3 separate regions of the Mus musculus genome follow, and all the other regions are linked to region 2. A link is a contact called in public HiChIP or PLAC-seq and promoter capture Hi-C data. All regions are on one chromosome and are shown on one strand. Each heading gives the region's core, a stretch centred on a gene start, on an enhancer-like site or on the middle of the called end of the contact. The rest is flanking DNA. Distances are from core to core; before and after follow the strand shown. Region 1 holds the start of Tmem144 (transmembrane protein 144). Region 2 overlaps Fnip2 (folliculin interacting protein 2). Region 3 overlaps 4921511C10Rik (RIKEN cDNA 4921511C10 gene).

Region 1 (2,966 bases), core at 445-2,944, 310 kb after region 2:
GTGAAGAAAAGAGGAATGTGGTATCAGGAAAGATCCTTGGCACATACCAACAGCCCCAGCACTTGGGAACCTGTGTAAAGACTTCTCTTTGTTCACTAAATAAATAGGACAGATAAAAAAATATCAGGGCTTTTAAATACGAGGCAGGAGATTCCATTTAGACCTAATAAATAAGCAAATAACTAACAGGACTTCTAAATATGAGGCAGGAGAGCTATTTGGAAAGCTGTCCTGGGACTTAAAATACAGGTTTAATAGCGAAGAAATCATTTTTTTTCCATTTTAATTAAAACAAGCAAAGCAAGTGCATGGCTAAGAGGACAGTGCCTAACCATTTAATGAGGTAGATTATTTTACAGAAAAGAAGGCTCCACTAAGGGGTATTGATGGGCAGCCACAGGTTTCAGCCTGAATTGGATGAATAATTAGTAGTGCTAATTAGAGCGCATGACCTCATTTGACTGCTGAATCAACTCCAGTCAGTTATTGCCTTAGATAAACGATGTTCGTTTACAGCACACGGCTCCAGAGCATTTCCAAAAGCACATGATCTAATTCCCTGTGAACCAACAATCCCAGACTGCCATAAGGAAGAGTCCATCTCGCGTTAAATCAGTGACATTTCTGTGGTAAAGAGAAGCATCATTACTTTACTGAACATGTATCCCCAACCCTTTTTTCGCACAAACCTAGCCCCAAATTATTCCTCTAAAAATCTTATTTTCAGTCTAGGTTGGTAGCAAGCTAACTTCCGGCACTCAGAAGGCAGAAGCAGGAAGATCTTTGAGATCATCGCCTGCTTGGTTTACATAGCTAGTTCCAGACCATCCAGGACAACACTAGTGTGACCCTGTCTTTAAAAAAGCAAGCAAGCAAACAAAATCCATTATTATTATTATTATTATTATTATTATTATATTTTTTAATAATACGGCATGCTCGGCAAACGCTCTGCTCAGCTATACCCGAACCCCGTTTTTACTTTGTTTGATTTGAGACAGTCTCGCCAAGCTTTTCTAGGCAGACTTTAAACTCGCTTCAGAGCTCAGTCAAGCTTTAAACTTGTGCTAGATCCCTCCCATTCATTTAAAATTTTTTCAAGTTTTAGTTAGACAATAGGACCATAAATATCACGTGGGTCAGGTAGCACGTGACCTGCCCACACGCGTTTACCTTAGACAGATTACCAACCAGGCAGCAGCTATCGAAATAGTTCGTATTTCTCCAAGGTAAAAGCTTTCAACATTCCGTGGAAAAGTCTCAAGTCCAAGGATTCTAAGGTTTACGTGTTAAGTATCCACTTAATATTTTATTAAGCTACATTCATTCTTTCTAAAAAATTTACTACTTTCGTTTCATTACTGGTATATCTGCTTTTTCTCCCGACTACTTTAAAGTTTTAAGCAGCTCCTCCCCTGCGTTTAAGATAGTGCCGGCGCTCGATCAATGCCGCCTGCTCTAGTTTAAAGATTTCATTTCTGGTTTCCTTTAATTTCCTCCAATCTGAGTGCAGCTTCGCCTGTCTCTGGGCTGACGTCACGAGTGCTGGCACTTACTTGCTCTGCGAGTTTTCCCGAGGAGCTGAAGGTTGCAGGGCGGCTCTCAGACCCAGGGGCACCTTAGACTCAGGTGACCTGGTGGGGTCTCACTGCGCTGACTCTTCCCTGGACGCGTGCGGACTTCCTGCCGGAATCTGAAGGGAGACCGGAGTCCCTCCCAGGCGGAGGCTCAGGACACCCTCCCAGCGGAGGGCTGGAGCTCAGTCAGGTGACTAAGGAGTCCTCAGGCCCTCTGTCAGTCAGCGAGTTAACTAGAGAGTGTCGTGCCCCCCCCCCCCCCCCCCCTTTAAAGAAGAGCTCGTTCAGTGAGTAGCAAGTCACCTTCTGCTAAACACCACACCTTTAATTGTGCAGTTTGTGGATGAGACAAAGCCGGAGCTACCTCACACAGTTACAAAATAAATGCTCATTCCATCCCGGTTTGCCTTTGTTGTTAGGCAATCTCTCCTAATTTGCACTCCCAACTCTCATTCCCCCTTTTTAAAGTTGAGACAGCTTATTCCGAAGTTGCCTAGACTGGCTTAACGCTCACTCCACAGCCCAAGTAGACTCTGTGATCCTCCTGCCTCAGCCTCCCATGTAGCTGGAATCATGAGCTTAGACAAATGTAAACAATTAATGTGTGCTACTGTAATGTGAACTAAATGCCTTTGTGGCTTGCTGGCACATTTCAGTAGACAAGGGAGGTGGCTTTATACAAATCCATACACTGGAGTTGCGGAAAATAAAGCTTGGCCCGGGAGGTAATTTCTTTGAAAATAGCTTCCAGGAAGCTTTCCTGTGAAACCAGGCTGTGCATCACGTTCCAGAGCAGTAGCTGTATCCCACCCCACCTAAAGAGCTGTAAGAATCAAGAGCAATGGACAGGAGTGCAGGCTTCGGACATCCGATTGAGATTCAGAGGTAAAAGCAACCACTAGCATATGATGTAGATTTACCTGCCTCTTCTGTAGCTGAAAACCACGTGTGTGTGTGTGTGTGTGTGTGACTGTGTGCGTGCGCGTGTGTGTGTATGTGTGCGCGCACGTCCATATGTGTGTCTGTGTGTGCGCTCGTGTGTGTGTGTGTGTGTGTGTGTGTGTGTGTTTGTGTGTGTGTGTGTTCATCTCTCTCTGTCTCCCTCTCTCCCTCTCTCCCTCTCTCTCTCTCTCTCTCTCTCTCTCTCTCTCTCTCTCTGTGCATGTGTTCGTGTGAGTGTGTGTGTGTGACTGTGTGCGTGTGTGTGTGCGTGCATGTGTGTGTATGTGTGCGCGCGCGTCCATATGTGTCTGTGTGCGCGCTCTTGTGTGTGTGTGTGTGTGTGTGTGTGTGTGTGTGTGTGTGTGTGACAGACCTCTCCTAGACAGCAAGGCTGTCTCTCTAGGCCGGATACTAGCACAGCAGAAGACACAGATGTGAACTTCAAGA
Region 2 (3,378 bases), core at 150-2,649:
TAGCTCAGCAGTAGCATGCCGCAGTCAGCCCTGGGGCTGCCTCCCAGAGGTGGAGCTCCACTTCCCCACCACTCAACCCTTCTTTCCTGACAGGAGCAGGTAAGAGCACACGTATCACAGTGCCATCCTCAGGGTCCTCATGGTCCTCACCCTTCATGACCTTCATGACCTCTTGCTCTATGAACAGGTGCCTTTGGAAGAGCAGAGAGCATGTGAACCACTCTTGGGAAATGACCGTCGGAATTAAGTTCCACTACTAGAGAAGTTCTTCCAGAGTACATAAAGGGGCTGGGAGACATGGCTCTGTGGTTAAGAGCATTGGCTGCTCTTCCAGAGGGTCCAGGTTCAATTCCCAGAAGCTATGTGGTAGCTCAAAACCATCTTTAATTCCAGTTCTAGAAGATCTGACGTCCTCTGGCCTTCCTGGCACCAGGCATGTAAGTGGTGCACAGAAATACAAACAGACAAAACAACCTATACATATAAATAGAATAAATACATCTAAAAAGTATATAAAGTAACTAGAAAGAATATAACAGGTCCAACTGTGCTCCTTATGGCCAACCTCGCTATTCAAGTTAGTTTGTCATACACATCCTTTTCACAAAAGGCATTTTCCAGAGTCGAACCAGGTTCTCCCTCAGCAGCTGGCTTCAGCACTCCCACAAAGCAGGTCTCCAGTCCTTGCCTGTCCTCTGGTCCTCTGTGTGCTAAGTTAAAGCTCAGAGCTTTACCTTTTGCCTTATAAAGCTCAGCGTTCCAAAAGAGGACACAATCGATTCCACACAAGTTGGCCCCAGCAGAGGTAATGAACACTTAAGAAGTTAAGATAGTGACAGACTCCTAAGAGCCACTACAGATACCTGTGCCTACCTACATCTTTTCTACAGAGGAAAGGACTTGTTTCTACAAGTCACCAATAACTACATTTCTCCTACGTAAAGCATTCTTGAAAACATAATTCAAATCAATAAAGCTTCTTAGAGTCCCGTGTGGTTAGTATTTTCCAGACTGAAACAGAACTAAACATTCATACCTGTGGTTGAGCACTGTGGAATTTGTGTCGCGTCCTCCTCTGGCACATTTTGGAATCTTTGCACATACAAGTGTCTTGAAAATCCTCCCAGCACCACAAGTGGTATCGGTCAGACATCTGGCTGACTCCTGTTGGCCTACTGGCCAGTTTGTGCTGTCTGCTGTACCACCACACATCTCCTGAGGGCATAGATGCTCTTCAGTTGATCCTGACCAGCAGTGTGGACTAGCCCACTCTGTAAAGTTCCTTCATTATCTGAAGGATATGCCACGGTGACGAGCAGCAGCTCCAGACTAAAGACCATTTCCCTCCAAGCACAGCACGTGAGCCCAGCTACTACTAACTTCCTCTTTTGGGAGCTTAAAAAAAGGGATGTTCATTCATCATGCAAATGAAGCCCAGGATGACTTCTAGAAGCGGATGTGCTCTCAGTAAACCCATAATAAAGTAGACAAGTACAAATCTCTCCCTGCTTTTTCTCCGCCTGCACTCAAGTGCACTCAACAGGTCCAGCAGCTTGCACTGACTCACACCATCTGCATCTCGAGCTGAGTTTACAAGCAGCCCTGCCTTCACTAGTCACGAGCCCAGCTCATGTGGCTCTGGGTAAACCTTCAGCTGCAAGGTTGCTCTGACATTGGCCGCACCACCCTCTTAATGGTTCTCATGTGAGTAAGTATCAGCTGACAGCTTCTACTCCACAACCTTGCAAAACTCTGTCCACAGTGAGTGAAGGATGGCTACCCACAAGAGTCGAATGGAGATCTTAATATGTAGAAGGAGACGTGTGGGATGAGAAGCAGAGCTGGGGCACACTCTGGCCATGGTATGAGTGGGGATGGGGGAAAGTAATGATGATGAGAGGCAACTGATGGTAAAAAGCCTTCTAACTCTTGCATTTGAATTCCTGGGCTTATTCAAGCTGAGAAAGCCCTGAATTACCAGAGCCCTAGAACAGTGCTAGCTTCTGACATCAACATAGCTCACCTGGATATGGGAGTGTTAGGAGATAAATTTGAGCTGGTGATCCCCTAAACACAGGTCAAGGCTAGAAACCAACAGCAGAGTGATGATACCAATTCCTTTTGCCTGGAATTAGGTTGAAGAAAGTACTACTGGGTCCATCCCTAAGGTGAGGTGAACCATTGGCTGGCTCTATGGTCTTAGTCCTAAAAGTATCTTTATAAATTACCCACTAATTTAAGGTAAGGAAAACTAGGGATGCCAGGCCCAGACCTCAGTTGATTTAAGACATTTTACATGCCGTACATTGGACCGGAACCCGCCACCCTCCATGAACTTAAAAAAAAAAAAAAAAAAAAAAAAAAAAAAAAGACTTCCCAAGTTTCAGATTGCAACACACCTATGACAATGAATTTTCTTCTCTGTGGCAACTGCTAAACTGATGGTGTGAAGACAGACCTAGAGTAGGAGAGAACGAATTCCTTTTTGCACGAAGTTTTGACCCCCGGGCACAAACTGGCCATGGGTTCTTTTTTACCTTTCAACTGTCTAAAATAACTCAAAAAAAACAAAAACAAAAAAAAAACAAACAAACAGGGAACATCCAAATATTATGAAAATTAGTTCCAGTTTAAGGGACAGGACAGCTGGAGGACACAAATGGCCTACAGCATCTCCCAGTCATCTGATGCTCAGACCAAACTTGCAGAAGAAATGAGAGGGCAGGCGCAAGACTGACAGGACAATGCTTTAAATATGGCATAAACTGCAGGGGTAGGTGGGAAGTGCAGGTGGGAGGATGGCACACACCTTTAATCCTAGCACTGGGAGATGGGCAGATAGATCTCTGTGAGTTCAAGGCCAGCCTAGGCTACAAATCGAGTACAGGACAGCCAGGGTCTGTTACACAGAGAAACTCTGCCTCAAACAAGCAAACAACAAAAAGGGCTCAAATCCTGAATTCTATACAGATGTGTTAGAGAAATGCATCTCACTTTTTGTATAAAAAATGAATTTGGGGGCTGATTTGGTTTGGCTAGCATGCCTGAGGCCTGACATTTAGTCCCCAGCACCTCACAAACTGAGTGGTAAAGCACACCGGTCTCAGCACTAGGGATGCAGAGACCGTCTGAGAGCAGCCTGAGGTGCACGAGACTGCCTTTAAAAAATAGTAATAATAAAATAAATGATATTTTGGCTTAAAACTTCAATCTGGACTTAACTAGTATGTAAGGAAGGATCATAAAACACTTTTTTTTTTAAAGAGGGGAGGTATACTAAGATAGAACCCAGGGCTTTATACATGCTAGGCAAGTATTCTAACCATTGTACTATACCGCCAGCTGTCATGACATTCTTTTTCAACATTATACACATAC
Region 3 (3,051 bases), core at 398-2,897, 300 kb before region 2:
AGATCCGCCTGCCAGTCTCCCAAGTGCTGAGAGCTGGATTAAAAGTGTGCACTACCACAGCTAGGCTATAAAAAAGTTTTCAAAAAAAATAAATCAACAAGGCTTTAGGCATATCCCATAAATATGTATAGTCATTTTGTATGTCAATTTTTAATTAAAAATTAAATATAACAAAGAAATTTTAAACTATAAATATAGATTAAAATACATAGAATGTTACCACCTATCATATTAGTGTATTTTCCTATTTCAAAATCTTCTAACTTGTGGATATTAGAGGGAAACACGCACCAAATGATTTATTTGAATGCTCCATAGGATGCACCGCTACCTTTACCTGTGTAAAGGAACACAGGATCCTTTATAATGAACCATCTAATTAGTTTCCTCACAACCAATAAAGGCTCAAGAAGACAACTAAAAATCAAATATTAATATAATTATTCATAGCTGGCTTTATGCAACTGACATCATATTAAGTAAATTTATACCACAGACCTTTCCCCCTCCCACGGAAAGGAAAAACTTCTTCAAGAAACACAGACAGCTCTTTATGTGAACTTTTCAAGCTTGCTGACTGGATTCCAATGTTAACATTTTCCCCAGCTTCTGGAATATTCTGTGCACTTCCATGTTTTAAAACTGTGCTTGAAACTAATGCAAAATAGCCAACTGCACTAAGCTATAATAGAGCCTGAACATGAATATTTTTAAAATCCTGGTATCCAGTTTAGTATTCCTATGCATTGATATTATGCTTAATTGATTATTTTTATAGGAATATCATGTCAATAGCTGAGCAAACTAACAATCAAGATACTGGTTTCAACCTTACTATTTAAAGCTATTAGTATTTAATATAGTATATCCTGAGGTTACATGAAAGGTGGCTTGTTTATTTATTTAAAAGAAAACTATATAACACACACCACACATCTACTGGATTCGAGATATTTTCCACAACAACTCTCTATGTATATAATAATCACTAAAGAGAAATATGTCAAAGTCAGTTATCTCAATCTTGTGGGCTGGCCTGCTCAGGCTCGCTCTCTCTCCCTCGCTCTCTCTCTCTCCCTCCCCCCCCCCCCCCCCCCGTAATATGCAAGACTGTTACTTTATATCTGCTACAGAAAATTTCTCAACATGAAACATTCTCATAGTCACTTCACCCAGTCACATTCTTTCATACTCTTGCATTGGTCATGTTCACCCCCTGTGGTCACGTACACCCTCTGCCCCCTTAGCCAAGAAAAAGAAGAAAGTTGTGATACATGTTGTAATTTTGTATCCAGCAAACTTGAAACTGAAGTTAGGGTATGAGGCCTCACATGTACTCCTGATGCTGTTCCAACTATGACACAATCTTTCAACAATCACTTTTGCAGGAAACTAAAATTAAGGCCATGCTCAGAAGCAGCAGTTTAGGAGGAAAAACAAGACCAATTACAACATCCCATCTGAAAAAAAAAAAGGCTGAAGTCCTGTATGAACTACCATATACCTTTAAAAAAACTAAGCAGCAATTTTACTGGCCTCAGATCCAGGGGCACACATCTTATCTGTCCTGACATCCGCCCCAACAGCCAGCCCCTCACATGATGTTGGTGGCGGTAATGTGTCCACTTGCTTTTCAGATTTTCAGATCCTCTTTGCTTTTCAGTAAAGCCTTGTTGGCAGTGTTTCAAACCGCACCGACTCCTTGTACACACAGTAAGCCCTCAAGACAAACGTGCCGAACCAACGAATCAAACGGGTCTTCTGATTCACTGAAAAAGGTCCATCTACAGATCTCACCACATTGCTGAAACAGATTAACTAAGCCCTAAGTTTTCTTAGCATGCCATAGTTTACTAAATTAGCTTAATTTCTGAGTAGAGTGAACATGGTTTTTTAAATCAAATTCTTTATTTTTCTTATCTAAGTCTAAATTATTTTCTGCAAAACGTTTTCTAGAAAATTAAAAATTAAATTTCTAACACTCTCCTGCACCTCACTGGAGTTTACATTGTTTCTTATTTGCTTTAGGCAATCAGCTCACCCCTCCCTCTACTGTAGTCGAAAGCAATTTGATACTTCATCAAGACAGTTACTCAACACAATTACCACAACTCACATACTTCTCTGACAATACAAGAATGTCACCAGGATCGTCTATCATCATATAAAGACTAACACATAATTGTATTGGAACCTGGCCCCCAAAACTGCAATTTGATATCTGTCATAATTTTAGAGAGCTGAGAAATAAATAAAATATAACAAAATATTAGAATAATTTTCATTTAACTCCATAAATAAAATAAGTGAACCACTTATTTTAAATTCTTACAAATTTTAGAGGTATGATTAGTGTAAAATTACCTTTTCTGAAGTAGAATGAGGAAAAAACAGAAAAATGTTTTAATTACAATTAAGCCCTTTATACAGCCCAACATGAGATACAGTGTCTATCAGAAATAATTTCCATTTGGAACTGATGACTGGGAGAGAGAAAAGAAGAAGCAACAGAAAGAAGACTATGAGTCCACACACAGACTTCCCATCCCTATTGTCCAATGGTGAAAACCTATTACAACAGATAACAAGATGGACCAAAGAAATGGACCAAGCCTGACAACCTGAGTTCTATCCCTGTGGCCCACATTGTAGAAGGAAAGAAACTCTTGTAAATTGTCCTCTGACTTTACATAAGCCATATAAGCCATGGTAGGTGGGAATGTCAGAGAGAGAGAGAGAGAGAGAGAGAGAGAGAGAGAGAGAGAGAGAGAGAGAGAGAGAGAGAGAGAGAGAACACAAAATGGAAGGGAGGAAGGAAAACTAAAGCAATTCCTTGAAGTGTGTGTGTGTGTGTATATGGTCCACTCTGAGCACTGGTAAGAAGGCTGAGCTTGGTTTGAGTCAGCTGAGTACAGCCCAGAGCTCTGTCCCTCATATGCTTTCTATTACTGACCTAACAAGAGTTCGGCTTTAGACATGGTGGTAAATCTAATGCTCACTAAACAAGGTCTTTGGGAGGATTAAACGAGAAAACTAGCCAGAACCTCAGAT

The links. Promoter capture Hi-C pulls out the DNA fragments that hold promoters and counts their contacts. HiChIP or PLAC-seq counts read pairs in DNA pulled down with a chosen protein or histone mark.
Region 1: a promoter capture Hi-C map of pre-B cells shows a contact between it and region 2, with 2.5 times the contacts expected there. The contact joins the promoter of Tmem144 here to the enhancer-like site in region 2. A contact is called at or near these places in 3 of 39 promoter capture datasets (liver and pre-B cells), 1 of 484 Hi-C or Micro-C datasets (the G1E-ER4 cell line), 1 of 115 datasets of contacts at active chromatin or transcription factors (microglia) and 1 of 9 other capture datasets (liver).
Region 3: a contact with region 2 is called in an H3K4me3 HiChIP or PLAC-seq map of bone marrow-derived macrophages, with 2.6 times the contacts expected there. The contact joins two enhancer-like sites. A contact is called at or near these places in 2 of 15 datasets of contacts at CTCF or cohesin (the NIH/3T3 cell line and large pre-B cells), 1 of 484 Hi-C or Micro-C datasets (spermatogonial stem cells), 5 of 115 datasets of contacts at active chromatin or transcription factors (bone marrow-derived macrophages, extraembryonic endoderm stem cells, lineage negative bone marrow cells and 2 more) and 3 of 9 other capture datasets (adipose tissue, liver and pancreatic islet).

The regions. Positions count from the first base shown.
Region 1 is chr3:79,841,215-79,844,180 of GRCm38.p6, forward strand. Tmem144 (transmembrane protein 144) reads right to left here and starts at 1,695. Exons shown (of 12, transcript NM_001379543.1): 1 at 1,557-1,695.
Region 2 is chr3:79,530,507-79,533,884 of GRCm38.p6, forward strand. The region is part of intron 1 of Fnip2 (folliculin interacting protein 2); the gene reads right to left. Among named protein-coding and RNA genes, the nearest start is that of Gm36442, 20 kb to the left of the region's middle. Within about 2 kb of position 1,400, at least 78 of the 459 cell types and tissues checked have an H3K27ac peak or open chromatin away from gene starts, as enhancers often do. A contact at or near this core is called in the G1E-ER4 cell line, bone marrow-derived macrophages, microglia and 1 more, where this site is marked.
Region 3 is chr3:79,232,609-79,235,659 of GRCm38.p6, forward strand. All of the region lies in intron 1 of 4921511C10Rik (RIKEN cDNA 4921511C10 gene), which reads left to right. It also overlaps a transcript of Rapgef2 not described here. Among named protein-coding and RNA genes, the nearest start is that of 4921511C10Rik, 21 kb to the left of the region's middle. Within about 2 kb of position 1,648, at least 79 of the 459 cell types and tissues checked have an H3K27ac peak or open chromatin away from gene starts, as enhancers often do. A contact at or near this core is called in bone marrow-derived macrophages, where this site is marked.